Linked DNA regions of Gossypium arboreum: region 1 is linked to region 2. Evidence: chromatin contacts called from public Hi-C data. All regions are on one chromosome and are shown on one strand. The core of a region is the stretch at or near the end of the contact, and the rest is flanking DNA. Distances in the headings are between cores, read along the strand shown. Region 1 has its middle 24 kb from the start of LOC108489199. Region 2 holds the start of LOC108488840.

Region 1 (5,752 bases), core at 1,360-3,859, 110 kb before region 2:
AAATGTCAACTTTAGATATTATTTCGTGAAGTAAAAATATGCATCTAAATGATGCTTAAATTGCTAATAGTACAATATTTTAGTAAGAATATAAAGGCTTAATACATAATTTGGTACTTGATTTTAATACTTTTTTCTAATGTGGCACGTGTGTTATCTTTTGGTCCAATTTGATACATGTATTTGACAAAAAATTATATTTAGGTATCCAAAAGTAATAATGTTAACTTCTTAGCATTTAATTTAGGTTTTAGAGTTAAAATGAAAAAATTAACTAATAATATTAGTTATAAACTTCCATCAAATCAACCTTAAAATCCTATTAAATCGTATCCATCGATCGTATTTAATAAATGAAATAAATTTACAATTAACACTAAACTTATTCTATTAATAAAATTATTAAAAAATTCAAACATAATAATATTAGTAATTAACTTTAATCAAATCAACTCTAAAACTCAAATTAAATACTAAAAATTAACATTGTTATCTTTGTGTACCTAAATATATAACTTTTGTTAAGTACAAGTACCAGATTAGAGAACAAAGTAAGACAAGTACCACAATAGAAAATAGAGTCAAACTAGAGTACCAAATGATATATTAAGTTGAATATGAAATATAATATATTGCAACTCATTATTAATATTTTAATATATGAAATATAAATTATTATTAAATATTTTAAGCAATTAATATTAATTAATTGTAAAATTTAATTTGAATACATAATTTATATTCTTTACAAATTTAAATATATAATGTTATATATTTAAAATAAATTTTAATAGAAAAATAATTGTATACTCAATATAAATATTATATAAAATACTTTGAGTTTTAAATTAGAGTTAAAAATATTATTTGATTCTAAAAGTGTTTTTACTAAATATAAAAATTAGGAAATAGGATTTTACATTTGTGTTCAAAATTATTTCTTTTACTTTAAAAGTTATCTATTTAACTTTATGAGTATTCCAAAAACATTTTTGAAAAGTAACGAGAAACAAAAACCTAAATTTTTTTCAATATATTAGTATCGGATTTTAATCTAATTCCGAAATGATTTTTGCAATCGATTCCATCCAAAATTGATAAAAGTATTATGGAGGCCTCTATAGCAAGAATCAAATTGGATTTTACCCCCTCTACTCAAAAAATAGGTAAATTAGTCCCTATATGTTCGATTAAAGAGTAAACCAGCACTTTTGTTAAAAATTCTATTCATTTTTACGATTAAAAATTGGATAAAGACTAATTTACCCATTTTTTTACAGTTCCATCCATTTCTATTAACAGAAAGAACTAATTTACTTTTTAATCTTATGAATAGAGACTAATTTATCTATTTCATAATAAAAATGACAAAATAAAATCTAACTCCTAATTCAGGGGCTAATGTTGTTATAAGGAAAAAGGTGGGAAGATGTGAGATAGGGCAAGAAATGAAGTTGGATATTAAGCCCATTGAAACCCCCACCAAACCCAAACACATTTTTAGCATTTACACCAATGGGTTCTTTTTCACTTTCCTTTTCTTATCCCGGGGATTGGTTCTATGAATCATGATTAGAGGCCCTTCTGCTCATTCCATCAATTATATTATTTTTAAACTTTAAATCATTAATAATTTTAAAAATATAGGAAAATGAAAATTAAGTAAAACATAATGAATAAACAATTTTTTGTTAAAAAATAAAGATTTTATCGGTTTTGTTTTCATTTCTTAATTTTCAGCTTTTACCTGTATAGTGTATATATAATTTTAAAAAAAACAATTTCGTTGATGAACCATTTTTTATTGAATCAATTAAAGGAGAAGCCTATTTTCTGAACAACAAAAGTGTTTAGTGGTTAAGTTCCCTTGTTGACACCCTAATAAATATATGTTGAAAGTTTAAACTTCGTTGATGTAATTTATTTTGTACTAAAAATTAATATTTTAAAATAAATAGTTATGGTAGAATTCTTTAATTCGAAGTATTTATTTGATATTAAAAAAAAAAGGAATAGAAGATGTTTTTAAAAACCATTATAGAATTAAAAAAACTTGAAATAAAAGATATTATTCTTTGACCCAAGCATGTTTAAAACTTTGTAAAACTGGAATATTGAAGTGTTGGGCATACATTTTCAGACAATTGTGACAGTTGAGACACTGACTTTGACAACCATAATTCAGTTATCAGTAACCTCAACTAACAATTCTTGGTTTCTTTGACAGTTCCAACAGTATCTGTTAATTGAGCGAAAAAGACTGCTTTTGTGCACCAGAATCTGATGTGCATTCCCTCTTTTATTATTGCTTATAAAAACTATTCTGATTTTATGGAAGATTCCTGAAAATAAAGGATGTAAAAGCCATGAAAATGATCAAATTTAGGACATTTTGGCAGATGGTATGCATGTCATGTGGAGGGGCTGAGAATAAAGCAAACTACAAAATTCTCTTCCAACACACATCAGTATCAAAGTAGACAGCCAACCCAACAAACACTTCTGCTTCTTGTCTGGTTTTGATAGGGTTGGAATTTAGGATCACTCTAATGCTTTGTCACCAATCCATGGAGTGGTCAAAGGGTCCAAAATCTTTCTCTTTTTGGTGTCAGTTTAGTGGAGATAATCTTGACAATTCACCCACCTTTCCACCACAACTGCATGTCATAATGCCACATATTTCCCTCTTTTGTAGGTCCCTTTTCTAACTCCTTTAAAAATCCTTTCCTACCACTTTTTTCATACAAAAAGAAAAAAGACATTGTTCCTTACAACAACATTGCTTCACCCATTCCACCTATGTACCAAAATATTGCAAAAAAAAAAAAAAAATTATGGCCAATAATGTTATTTATATACATTATGAAAACTAATTATATAATAATATAATCCATGAAAGGAGGGTGCTTATATCAATGTAAAACTAAAATGGTTTTAAACTCTTTCATAATTGATTAATATTTTAATAATCCAACGATTGAATTTATCAAAAAAAATATTTGTCATGCATGTAAAATTTTGAATCGATTTAATATCTCCATCATATCAATCTAAAATATTGTCTATATTAATATATATTTAACAGTTGAAAGTTTTTTACATAAAAATAAATGGTTAGAAATTTTTACTTTATGTCAAACTTGACATGCATGATTTTCATGAATGGAGCATAAAATATGATGGTTGAATGGTTAAAATATTAATCGTAAAAAAGTTATAGAAGGTTGTAAAACTAATTTCGCTTTTACACGATATAAATAGATCTCTCCCTAACGTAAATACCAAAAATGTATAAAGTTATTTATGGGTACAAATTTAATAAAATGAAAACATATTGATGGGCTTGATCTAATTTATTAAGAAATAAAATGAACCTAAATTAACTTAGTTAACTATTTATAAATATATATGAGTTTAATTGAATTTGATTAGAATCATAATTTGAGTAAAACAAGATATGATATTACTATCATGGTGTGAACTTAATTTAAAATTGATTCAGTTCAACTCATAGACACCTCTAATCATATTATGTTTTAATGAAAACAAATTAATCATAACTCTAAGATTTTATATTTATAAGATGATTTTAGTCCTTAGACTGCTCCAATTAAGCAATCATGCTTTAAAAGAATCAAAAAGATTAGTGGCAATGTAAAGTGTGGAAAGCTTCCTTAGGGTCCAAAAAGTTAAAAGCAAGCAAAAGATATGGTAAAGAGATAAAATTTCCTCCTTTATACGATTTCATGTTGCTTTGAATGCAAACTTCATATAATTTTTAAATTTTAATAAAAGTAATTTATTGATAAAAAGAATGTCATAAGCATAATTAATATATTGAGTTATAGTTTTATTCCATGTTTGGATTTACAAACATTGCAAAAGTTTGAGTTGAATCCATCAAGATGTACTGTGCTCTTTTTAGAGAAATTGCACATTAAACAATTGAAATTGTTAAAATAATTTACGTAAGAAAGGGAAAAGGAAAATTGAATTATTGTGAATCTCTGATTCCAGCCTGTAGAGGTTGGGCCAAAAATGCACACACATTAATAATAATAATAATATCTCATGGAGAAAAAATGAGCAGTCCCTTTCAAATTCACTATACCGTAAGTCTCTCCTAAAGGGGAAATTATATCGTTATTATTATAAAAATGTTGCTTTCATTTTTTATTATCACTACAAACTAACCGTTAAATCTTTCAAATCATTCTCTTTTCCTTGTTTTTTTTCTTTTAAATATAAAAAAAGTTATCCCTAAAACTAAGTATTCCGCTCTCTACCAACAAATGGCTATTGCTAACGTTGAATCATTTTGATATCATCAACTTAATTAGTATCTATATGAATATAGTTAATTGAATTGATATTATTTATTAATTGAATTTTAATTTAATTGTAAAAGTATCACAAGTTTTTTTTATAAAGTAATAAATATTATTTTAAGAATATTTATGTCTTATTTGTATATTTTGATATAATATTTAAAGTTATCCATAACCTTACTCCAACCCTTGAATAGGAGGAGAAAATAAGTTTGAACGCATTTAAACTTGTGTCCTCAAATGAGCAACAATACTAATGCCAACCGAACTAAGGCTCAATTGACACTAAAGGGGCGTTGGAAGTGGCCAATGCTCCCCTAAAATAGGGAAATAGTAATTTTCCTTTAGAATTTATAAATTTCTAAGTTAGTAAATCATCAAATTACACTTTTCCCCAAATGATAGAATTTTAATTTAAATCTTTAAAAATTATAAATATATAAGTTAATACAATGATGAAATTACACTTTAGTTATCATAAAAATAAATAATTTAATTCCGTCCTCTCCACCGAGAAAAAATAATTTTTGGCTTTACCCTTGATACATATTATGGAAATATTATGATACGAACCCAAAACACCAAGTTCTCACTATATCAATTTTACCATTTCAATTACAATCACATTTAATTTTTATATCACTTTTATAAATTTATTATGTAATTTTTCTCTCACATCTTAACTGTGTAATAATATAATTTATATAAAAACTAATATCCTAGACCAATCAAATATCAATTCTATTAAAAATAATTTTAAAAATTAACAAAAACTATTATAAAGGTAATCATGTCATAAATTTTAATATAATGTTTTATTAAAAACAATTCATTTATAAAAAAAAGACACTTTAAAATATTAATTAAACTATCAAGTAATTTTCTATAAATTACAAAGAGTCGTTATATCATATGTAAATTCCTATTCTCTAATTCAGTGAATTTTAGTTTTAATATATATATATATATATATTTAAATTTCAACCCTGATGTAAACATTAGCAGTGATAGTTGCTAGGGTAAAATTTTGCTATTAATTTTATGTCATTTTTAATTTTATATTTTTCAAATTTAAAAATTTAATTCGACTAAAAAGATATTTATTAAATGCATTAACTAAAATGATGACTTTTTTGTATGTATTATGTGAAAAGAACAAGTTGAACTAACATTATATATGTCATAATTTATTTTATGCTTAAGATTTTATAAATAACATAATTTAATTTAATGAATTTAATGACTACGATTTAATCAGATTAAAATTTCAAAATTTGAAAATTATATAGATTAAAAATAATCAAAGTAGAGTACATGTACTAAATTTTCAACTTAAGCATAATAAACAATTAATAGTAAAATTTGACCTTTAAAAAAAAAGTGAAACACCCATGCTCGACCCGTTTGCCGAATCCGGGTATGGT
Region 2 (5,948 bases), core at 3,295-5,794:
CAAAGCTAGAATCAAGCAAGAAAATCAAGGGAAAAAATCAGCCACTTTTCACATTTTATGGCCAGCCAAGAGAAGGAGCATTTCAAGAGATCCCTCAAGCTATTTTTACCAAACTCTCAAGTTCTCCATCCACTATAAATACCACCCTTCAACCCTCATTAAACTCATCCCCCATCACTCACTAATCCATTAACACACATCCTTCTCATTCTTCTTCCATCCCTTCCACGCATAAGCCTTCTCATTTCCCCTTTTCCCTTTAGCTAGCATTTTCCCTTAGGAAAACCTCTCTAGGCCGGCCACCTTGAGGAGCATTTTGCGAAAGAGTAATCACGAGAATAGGAGAAAGCCACCACGACCAATCTTTAGAGAACTGTCGAAATCATCAAGAGTTTCTTCTTCCTTAAATCTTATTGTCTTTATTCAATATGTTTGCAATCTGTTTTGATGTTTCCCCATTGACAATGATGACTTAATTTTGTTTAGCTAGAATGATTACATTAATTTGATAAAGCTCATTTTGATTCATACTTGTGTTGTTTTGTGCCTCAATCATTCATGCTTCCAATTAAAAACATGTATGTATTTCATGCATTAAAATATGTTTTAATGTATGTGAATTAGTTCAACAATCCTGACCAGATGAAAATTAATGGACACAATAATTGGAAGGTGCATACTTAATTTAGATCATGATCTGATTAAATTAAAGGTTGCATAACTTTAGGTTTGTGTGACTAAATTGCTTCAAACCTGATCCGTACTTGTTACTTCACATAAATTCTAAGGAATCCTTAGTTAAATTATGACATTGGTTTATGCATATTTTTTCTAAGTATGAGATTCGGTTGAACTTATATGAGATTCCCAGTTAATGAAAGATCAAATTGCCATGGAATATTTTCCAAACAATTTTAAGCATGATGAAAAATGAATTAAGTCGAATGTTGTAATTATTCTAGCTTATTCATGTTATTGTTGTTAACTCGGAAAAATCGTTGCTAAACCATCACCTTGCATTTCATTTCATTTGCATTTAGATCAACTTGCATTTAATTAAATTAATTTAACACCTATCAGACAAAATTATATGTTTTTCTTAACTAATTTGTGAATAATAATTTTTACAAGTGTTGATTTAAATATAGTCCCTGTAGAGATGATAACTCTTATATTTACTTATTACTTGATAACGATTTGTATACTTGCACAAACCTACGCATTACACAAATCTAATTAGAGGAAGAAGAGCAAAAGAATATCTTAGCTTGCAAGGGTGAATGTTGTTTTAGAAGGTGACAGTATGTGGAGTGTTAGTAGCGTAATCACAATTTATTCACATGAACTCATGCCTGACATGTCAATGCTAATGTTTGGACATAGGCATATTTCTAATCAATTAAAAAGGACCTTTGAGGCAAATGATATGGTTGATTTTCCAATTTGCAAAAACATTAAATTGCTGCAAGTTGAATTAAGTAGACCAAATCAAATGGAGTGTTTATTAGAGGATTGTATAAATTATATCTATAACAATAGGAGGTTCATCATGCAAGAGGAGGATGCTAAGTATTTGAGATTTATTTTTTGTAAAATACAAAATAAAAATAGAGATTTCTTCCACCAATCTGAATTTGATGGTTTTGGAAAGTTGAAGAATATTTTTTGGATTCGTTCTCAAAATAAAGCTGAAAATTTAAACGTAAGGAGACTCAAGGTGAAGTCAGTAAATATTGGTCGTGAACTAAGATAAAAATATAAATTGTTAAGGGAGGACGAAGCCTAAATTTTTTTTGTTGAATTGCTAATTTTAAGGGATTAAAGTGTAAATTTATTATCATACAATTGGTGAATATTGAATTTGCCATTATTTTTGTTTTCATTGATATTTGTCATTATATTTTAAAAATATGAGTAAATTTGCCATTCAACTTTATGTAATTGACTTTTACTGTTAAACTTTGAATATTATTAAAATTTTCTGCCGACGTTGTTTTTAATTAAAATTGCCACTTTATATGAATTTTGATGATTTGAAAACATAATTTAATAAGAAATTTTTTCAAATATTTTATTTTAATAGTTAATAATAATTTAACTTATAAATATTAAAATTAATAAATTAAATTAGAATTTCTATTTAATGAAACAAAACTTGAAAAAAAATATATTATAAAAAATTAAGTTTATTTTATAAAATATACATTTTATTTATTTTTAATTTTGTATTAATTAACTTATTGCTGTTAAATATTAAAAGCAAAATAAAAATATTTTATATTAAATTTTGTCTTTTCAAATTATTTTAAACTTAAATTGAATAGCAAAATTTAATTAAAAAATTAACAGTAATGTAAAAATCAATCTAAAGCAATAAAATTAAAAATAAAATTAAAGTATAGTGATCAAATTATCTTTAGTTTGTAAAGATAATGACAAATATCAATCTAAGTGAAGTATAATAGTAAAGTTAATTTAAACTTATATACATATTAACCCAATTTTTAAAAGGACCAAGAATCAAAATATAATTAATGGGCAAACATCCTTACTTGCCCCTCGCAAAATTCCAATTTTAATTTAAGAAAAAATCTCACTAAAAATTTCGTACACCGTTACTTTTTATTTCCTTTACTATGATCATGCAAATATCATACCGCAATTTAAAGTTATATACTTTTTTCATTGTATAAAAAATTATCATTTACAAAAATCAAAAGAGTAATTATTTTTTTCTTTTGGTATATCTAATGCAAATATAGCTCTAGTTTGTGCCTTCAGCTTTTGCCCCAGGCACCCAATTTATTTTGCTCTAAATACAACCATCAAATTGCTTTCTGAAATCTCCCGGAAAACGAAAACGGAGGTGGTTGGTTCGGCAACTCTGTGATCACCGGGTCTTCTCTCGCCATGGTTGTCAACCGATGTGGTGGCGAACCAGGTGGTGATGTGTATAGGACGGTTGTTTCAAGTACCTGTTGGCGAACAAGTTGCTGTTGTTGGAACAACTTTTGGGCATGTAATGCAGTCAAGTAGAGGCCAGCCGCCAAGAAAACGGTCATCAATGTCAACACACCAGCCGCACAAAACAAGCCTTCTCTGATTATGAGACAGCTTTCTCTCGGTTTCGACCAGTTTTTCAAATGTCCCGATTCCACACTTAGCCCTATCAACAACAAAATCTCAGCCACCGCAAAGCAAAGCCTGAAATTGGAATCAATGAAAACTTCAGCTGCTTTGCTTTTATAATTGAATTAATCTCACCAGAAGTCCTCAAATTATTGGACATTTTAAAATTGATCCTGAAACTTTAAAATCATCTTTAAAGTATCATTTTAGTCGTCAATTTAGACATACTGATTGTGGGTTATATTCAAAATACAAGAACTAAATTATAAACATGTGTGTACCAACCGCATAGAGAGTTTGAATTTAATACGATAAACAACATATGATTGTGATGATGTTAATAAAATTTAAAATGACTATTTTTAAGCTTAAATGATAAAAAAAAAGTTCTAAATTAATAATCAATTCGAACTCTAGTGGAAAAAAACACCTAATTGAGCCCTTAGTCAAAAATTAATCTAAAAAATTTGATAGCTTAATTAATTGCTAATTTTCTATTAAACCCTCGTTTAATTGATTATTTATTTATTTAAAAGTTAAGCCTTGTTATCTATAAAGTAAATATATATATCTACAAAACCGTAGTCAAAGGTAGCCAAGTTATTTAATGTTTAAGATAATGTTTTAAGGGCCCAATGAAAACTTCTAAAGTATAAGTTCGAATTTAGAATTTGTATCATAGTTTGATGTAAGATACAGTTAACCTTAATAGTTTAAAGAAAAGGGTAATCGAAATTCATAAGCAGCATAGGAAAAAAAAAACTGGAAAAAGGGCACGAAGATGAAGCAATGCAATTGAAAAGGGCGGTGAAACCCAGAATGAAGGCTGATAGTGTATGTTTGAGAATGTTACCAAGTGGTGACAAAGAAAAATCCAGCCTGCCAGGTGAGAGTCTTGAACTGAGTGGAATCAGGATCCCATGAAAGCAGAACCGGCGGCGGTGATTTACTCACCGCAATCAACATGTACATATGTTCCACCAACATCACCACTGCAAGTCCCACAAATGCCACTGCTGAACACAACAATGCCATCTTCCCGCTTCCACTGTATATGCATTCATATTTCACGTCTTTCCCGTCTTCTCCACTCTCCACCCATTTTTCCTACGCCACATCATGTGTATATCAACGAACTGAAGCGAGGACATAAAGGGAAAAGGGGGGGGAGGGGGGAGAGTTAAGTACCTGGGAACGAGTGGCTTCGGCTATGAGGCAAAGTACGAAGCAGAAGAGACCACATATGATGGTGACAACTATGAAAGCAACACCGGTTTTGCTGCCTAATTCGGTGCTTCGACGACTTGGGGCGAGATCAGCATGTGTGACACCTACTGTTTTAGGCATTTTCGGGCAACAAAAACGGAATTCATGCAAGGAGTTGATGGGCGGGCGGGGAATTAAATGGTTTGCGCTACCAAAACTGAAGGAATTATAGAATAGCTTGGAGCAAAGGTTGCTTAAAGCCCAAAGATTCCAATGATTCTGGCCTTTACTGTGAAGTTATTCACATTGATTGTGGCTTTTTCTATAATTTTTCTAAAGATGAAGGCCACAATGGGCTTTGCTTCATCATAGACACGTGTAAAATATTAGAGACTTCACCATCTTCCACCGTCTTTTATCTCAAAGTGCATTTCCCATCCTTTCTTTTTCTTTACCTTTGCCTCAAAGTGGAATTTCTTAGACATTGCAATTGTAATAGAAAAACAGTCTCCTGATACCAATGTTACTGTTTCAGCTCACATTATGATTATTTTTTATATTCTCTATGTCACATTAAATTTTGATTTAAGTTAAAAGCTTAAAAAAAATCAAGATATGAATTATATTTTTTTTGGAGAAGTTAAATAACAATTTTATCAAGTACATGGTCAAAGGTTCTTATCTGTATCCTCACTAAATATGAATAAGCTTTCTCATTACTGTTTTTTCCATTAAGATGCCACTTAACTTAGCATTGGATCCGACAAACGTTGGGAATTAGATTGATACATTAAATTAATTGGATCGAAAATTAATTGATCAATTAGTTTAAATAAAATTAAACTAGTTAAATTACGAACTTTCTGAATCAATTAAATTAAAATAAAATTTTGATCAAGTCTATATGGTTGAATGGATTTTATGATTTTTTTTAATTTTTTAATAATTTATTTAATTGAAACTAAATCAATGATTAAACCAATCAAATTAAAAATTAATAACTAACTAATTCGATTACTAATTAACCATGGACATTTTAACAAAATTTTGAAGTTTAGAGATTTAATTACTATAAAAATGAAACAAAACAGGTTTGGCTTTCAATGTTGACCAAACAAAACATAAAGTTCCTAGATGCCTAAAGTTTCAATTGTTGAGATTTGCCAACTTTAGAGAAAGGAATAATAACCCAACAAAGTGATACCCCCCCTGAAAGAACAAATGCAACAATGACTTAAGAATATTGATGTCGGTTTGCTGCAGTGCCTTCTAATCTTCTCTGGTTTATTCCAAGAATATATTACAATTATATAATTAATTCATCTTTCAGCATAAACTTCAAAGTTTATGTTTCACAAAGTTGTTACTTATACAGTAGAATAATTTAAAAAAAAAAAAATAAACTATCTCTAAATGATGGTATTTAGCGAATTTAAAGGTTGGAATCTGACATTTGTAATCCTAGACAGATCTTTATATTTGGATTTATGGGATTCTTTTTTTTCCATCTAAAATTTGGAAGAGTAACTAACAATAACATCAAGCATTTGTTGTTTGTAAACCTACTAAAGGCTTCTGATGCTTCAACTTAAATATATCCTAATGCATCTCCA

The links. A called contact is a pair of places that touch in the nucleus more often than the background predicts.
Region 1: a Hi-C map of leaf shows a contact between it and region 2, with 2.7 times the contacts expected there. The contact joins the enhancer-like site here to the promoter of LOC108488840 in region 2. A contact is called at or near these places in 2 of 5 Hi-C or Micro-C datasets (both in leaf).

Annotation. Positions count from the first base shown.
Region 1 is chr10:108,558,773-108,564,524 of ASM2569848v2, reverse strand. No RefSeq gene overlaps it. Among protein-coding and RNA genes, the nearest start is that of LOC108489199, 24 kb to the left of the region's middle. Within about 2 kb of position 2,609, at least 2 of the 2 cell types and tissues checked have an H3K27ac peak or open chromatin away from gene starts, as enhancers often do. A contact at or near this core is called in leaf, where this site is marked.
Region 2 is chr10:108,447,959-108,453,906 of ASM2569848v2, reverse strand. LOC108488840 reads right to left here and starts at 4,544. Exons shown (of 3, transcript XM_017793122.2): 1 at 4,318-4,544; 2 at 3,983-4,236; 3 at 2,594-3,204. The coding sequence starts at 4,476. The coding sequence ends at 2,826. It overlaps LOC108489214 (protein FAR1-RELATED SEQUENCE 11-like), which reads right to left. Exons shown (of 5, transcript XM_017793578.2): 5 at 5,788-5,948. The coding sequence ends at 5,924.